2 separate regions of the Arachis hypogaea genome follow, and region 1 is linked to region 2. Evidence: chromatin contacts called from public Hi-C data. All regions are on one chromosome and are shown on one strand. The core of a region is the stretch at or near the end of the contact, and the rest is flanking DNA. Distances in the headings are between cores, read along the strand shown. Region 1 holds the start of LOC112702578 (polygalacturonase-like). Region 2 holds the start of LOC112702576 (cytochrome P450 716A67).

Region 1 (2,700 bases), core at 30-2,529, 190 kb before region 2:
ATTTATTACCATTGAAAGCCTAGCGCAATTAGGGTTCTTTCCACAATCATTTAGTTTCCAAGCGGTTGCACCTTGACCATCAAAAACACCGGAGCCAGATATTGTGAGGAAGTCAACATATTCAAACTTAACCCATTGCCATTCATTGTTAAGGTCTTTGGGGTTTGGTGGAGCTATAATTGTGCCATCAACATACAACTCAATTGGTGCCTTACAAGGCCCTTTCACTGCCACTGCTTTCATTCTGTATTGCCCTGATGGAATCATAATCTTGCTTGCTGTTGCTGATTGACATGCTTCATTCCAAGCATTTGCAAGAGCCTTTAAAAAAATAATTATTTAAAAAAATTGAAAATAAGTAAAAATGAGTAACAATGAGAAATTAATTAGTTAGAGAAAGTTTGGTTTATCTTTAACAATGAGAAATTAATTAGTTAGAGAAAGTTTGGTTTATCTTTTTGGAAAATTACTTGTAGATGAACACTTTTAAAAAGAATTGAATTGTATTTTGTTCGAGTGTGTTAAAAGTAAGTTAAAAAACTAATTTTTATTTGGATATGATAGAATATTTTTTAGTCATATGATACCTACAAAAGAAAATCTGTAATTAACTTAATAGAAAAATAATTATGAATATATATTTTTTAAACAAGAAAGCTCAACACCAAACGTAGAACAAGAACAACAATCAAACAAAAAAATTAAAAAAGAACAACAAGAAAAATAAAAGAAAAAATCGCAAAACAGTTCATCAACTATTTTTGCACTTCTCCTTTCTATGATGTACTCCTGATTTTATACTCTTAATTCTTAATTTTGTATTCGTGTAAATATCTCCGGTCATTCCAAACATACTAAAATTCCGTCAATCCGATTGTAAGATCGCCCAATCAAATATTTTTGACAATTTAAAAATAATTTTCATACATTCATTTTTATCAAAAATAATTTTTAAACCAAACATGATCTTTGAAAAATATATTATGTATATTCTAAGTGTTGAAACTATATATATATATATATATATATATATATGTGTGTGTGTGTTTCTTGACAAATTAAATGATGTCTACGAAAGATCTTACCTGAGTTATATCTGAATTAGGTACCCCACCAAATTTTGAAATAGGAATATCAGCAGATTGAACAATACCACTAGATGTAGCCATTAATATGAATAAAATAAATGTTGTGATGCTAGACTTCATCATTTTTTTAAATTTTTTTTGTTTTTTTGTTTTTTGTTTTTTTCTTTATTTTGGAGACTTTAGTCTTTATTTGAAATATACTAATAACTATGAATCTTACTCTGTTGTGTGAAAAGCTTATATAATGATTTTGTGAAGCTTCAAAGCCGTTGATCATGTTAACAGACTTTTTTCAAATTAATTTTGTCCACAAATATTGGTTGGTTTGTTGTTAAGTACGAAAATTTATTTTTAGCAATTATTTTATTAACGTTGATTTGAAAACGTCATATTTACTAAATATATATTTCTATTGTTTTAGAGGATAATTTAGTTGATAGTGAGTGAATCTTATCACTTTAGTTCCAATTAATTTAGATCTACGCATTTTAGTTTTCTTATCAAATTCAATTTAATTAGAGTTTGATTGATTTGGATGAATTAATTGGATTACTCATTTAATTTAATTTAAAAAAATATTTTCTATTATAGTTTATTAAACAAATTTAATCAAAAAAATTATACTAATTTATGTATAATGTGAGACAATACAATATAATTTAGTTTTAAGTTCATGTATTCTAAAACGATTTATTTTAGTAGAAAATTAATCGGTTTCGTTAGGAAATTAACTAGAGCCAACTAGTTTTAAAATAAAAGATATGCTATAAGAAAGAGAAAAAAAATCCACTACTCCTAGTTTTTTGAATTTTAAAATTGAAAATTTTGAGTTGCTCGTGATGTAGTTGGTTCTCTGGATTTTTTAAAATTAATTAAATTTTGTTATCTTATATAAAATTTAAAATGAACGGAAACTAAATATTAGAATAATAAATCTAACATTTAATCTCAAGTTATTTTTAAAATAATTTTTTATAAAATCCAAAATAAAATTCAACTCAAACCATTATTAAAGATACTCATTAAATTATGTAAACAGTGGTAAAAAATAATAATTAAAGGGAGTCATTATTAGTTTGGGTTATGTACGCAATTTTGACTTTTTCTTTTTTGATAAAAAAATCCAACACAATAAAATAGAAATCTTTAATTATTTTTTATATTATCATCAACAACTTAAGTACTCTACTTTTTATAGCACATAAATAATTTCAATAATTTCTAATATTTGTGTTTTATTCTAAAAAAGAATTTCATTTTTTTTTCAATAAAATATTTTATATAAAAAAAAAACTCAAATAATATATTAGATTTTAACACGTATATAAGAGTGAATAAAACTCAAACACAAATGAGTTTACTTGTTAAAAAGTAAAATAAGTTGAGTTAATTTAATAATATAATTTAATTGGTCTTTTAATTTAATAATATTATTTAATTATTTTTAGTTGAGTCGATCTCCTCCTTTTTAGGTAATTAAGTACATTGTTAATTAGATTTAATTTAGATCTTATCATTTAAAATCTTTTTAACTTCTTCCACAAAAATAAAAAAAATTTACTTTTTTTCTTTCTCTTTAGATCTTTCCTATCTCAACTTTTTTTTGTCAATA
Region 2 (2,700 bases), core at 22-2,521:
TAAGGTAAGGTGTTTTAAAAAATAGAGAAAATAAAAACTTTCTAAAACCTGAAGGACTAGACTCTAGACATACAATCACTGCATTGGAGGAGTCGTCAAGTGAATTTTAAAAGATAAAATAATATGATTTTCGAAATAATCCGGGATCTACAGGGGTCATAAGTCATAACATACAATTTAAAAGATAAATAATTTTAGAAATATTGAAAATAAAGTAATTCTTTACAACAACGCATTAATAGATTAAGATGTGTTGTAATAATATGGAAAACGTATGTTGTCATGCCTTTTTTATAAACGAATAATATTATAATTTATAAACACCTATTTAATTTATGGTGAACTCAGGTGAAGTCGATTTTACGTGAAGTTGATATCTAAGAGTCGTTAGATTAAAATTTAGTCAAATCAATTAAATTATCTAACGGCTCTCAGATATCAACTTCACGTAAAGTCGACTGCACCAAATTTCTACCTCAATTTTTATAGACAATATGTATTTTTTTTGGGTGCCTTCTATAGACAATATGCAATGTAAATATTAAAAGATTTCTTGAGAAGAAAATGATAATATTTTGTTATTACTACTCAAAAATCATTCGGAAGAACTTATTATAAATTATTCCAAGAGGACACTCATATAGTCTTATTATATTTATGTTGTTAATTTTTCCTGTTTTCATTTAAACATTTTATTACTAATACAGTAATTAGGGTGGCAACGGGGCGGGTAGGGACATGTTTTTGCTTTGTCTGATTTCGTCTCGTTGTACAACAACTCGCATAGAACCCGCCCCGTTTCTATCCGCAGATAGTAAAATATTGAACCTTAACCTGTGCGCCCCTATAATTATTAAAATCCAATAAATAAAATTAAATTTCAAAATTTATATAACTATCATCACATACATAACATAAATTAAAGTAAAAATTTAAATATGATACAATATTATTAATCATTTACTAATTATTTTACATATATTATACATATTATATATTAAAATCATATATATTATATATATAGCGGGACGGGTAGGGACGGATATTACCTAAACCCAATCCCTCTCCGCCTCTCTCAAGAACCCGCCCCGGTACGGAGCGGGTAATTACCCACCCCGAGCAGATAGGGACAGAACGAGTACCCGCGAGTTCAGGTGGCATTGCCATCTCTAACAGTAATACTAAAACATACCGTTCCAAAAATAAAATGTTATTGTATTAAAATATTTTACATGATTATAAAAATGAGTAATCTGCCCCCGTGGTCCGCACGTACTAGTTTTCACAAAATATAATACTAACTTGCGTGGCTCTCGTGGGAAACGCTTTTCCCCATCTTTTCTTTATTTGCAATTTGGTTTCCAGTAATCTTTGCCGATCTATAATATGGTGTGGAACTAAGTGAGAGTGAGTTAGAGTAGATCATAATGGAGGGGCTGCCACTATTATCAACAATGAATTTGGGCACTATGAGCACCGTGATCGGTGTGGGACTACTGATATGGTGGTTGTGGAGTGCACTCAAGTGGGTGTGGCTGAAACCAAAGAGCATAGAGAGGCGTCTAAGGCAGCAGGGCATTAAGGGAAATTCATACCGCCCTTTGGTTGGAGACATTAGAGATATGATTAAAATGATTAAACAAGTTAAATCCAAACCCATGGATCCTCATTCCAACGAGATTGCTCCTCGAGTTTTGCCCTATGTTGTCCACACCGTTGCTAAATACGGTTAGTCACTCAAATTCAATATTATGCAACAATACTCAAGTATATATGTGAAAAAAAAGCTATTTATCCTTAAATTTCAGTCTTTAATCAGTATTTTAAAAATTCATTATTATTTAATTAATTTAAATATCTATTTTTACAATAATAATTGTGCAAAAAATTAAGAAAGTTATTTACTTTTTATTTTCTCTCTTCTCTAAAAACTAATCAAAAGCTGAATTTTAAAGAATACTTAGTTACACTGATGCACATACTTGATCAATAATCTTTACTCTCACTAAATTCTTTGTACAATTACAATATGTATGAGAGAATATAACTGTAATGTAATACCTTCTTTGTTGGTTTTGGTTTAGTTGTTTAGTATATTTGTTGAATGGAGTTCTAGATTCTTTTTACTATATTATTTACAATGCCTGAGATGATATGAGTTGAAACTAGGCTTTAAACTTTAAGGATTAGAATATCACACTGATAAAGAAAAATGCTATTTTCCCCATTTTTTCTTCATTTCTCTTTTTTTAATTTTTCACATAGATTAAGCAAAATTATTAAAATGTATTAATGTTACAAAACTTTAAAAACAATTTATAAAATTATCTTTAATGGTAATAAAAATTGTCCTCTTATAACTATTTTATTCGCTCAATTAAATAATAAAGGTATGATTTAAAGAATTGTAACATTGCAAAAGTAGAAAATTAATAAAAATCGGAGGTATTTTTGACAACTTAATAATTGTCTGATAATTTTTATTGTGAAACTGTAATTCCGAAGATCGCGTTTTAAATTGAGACATTCATATGATTTATCTTAGAAAAATAGGTGTTATTTAATTATCTTAAGAATATTTTTCCATTGTGAATCATGTTAACGGCATTAAAGTAATTACTTATACAGGGAAGAGTTCATTTATGTGGCTTGGTCCAACACCAAGGCTATTCATCTTGGATCCAGACAAAATAAAGGAAA

Evidence for each region. A called contact is a pair of places that touch in the nucleus more often than the background predicts.
Region 1: a contact with region 2 is called in a Hi-C map of an unstated tissue, with 4 times the contacts expected there. The contact joins the promoter of LOC112702578 here to the promoter of LOC112702576 in region 2. A contact is called at or near these places in 2 of 8 Hi-C or Micro-C datasets (leaf and an unstated tissue).

The regions. Positions count from the first base shown.
Region 1 is chr7:14,698,297-14,700,996 of arahy.Tifrunner.gnm2.J5K5, reverse strand. LOC112702578 (polygalacturonase-like) reads right to left here and starts at 1,279. Exons shown (of 4, transcript XM_025753680.3): 1 at 1,086-1,279; 2 at 10-321. The coding sequence starts at 1,211.
Region 2 is chr7:14,503,546-14,506,245 of arahy.Tifrunner.gnm2.J5K5, reverse strand. LOC112702576 (cytochrome P450 716A67) reads left to right here and starts at 1,271. Exons shown (of 5, transcript XM_025753678.3): 1 at 1,271-1,728; 2 at 2,629-2,700. The coding sequence starts at 1,428.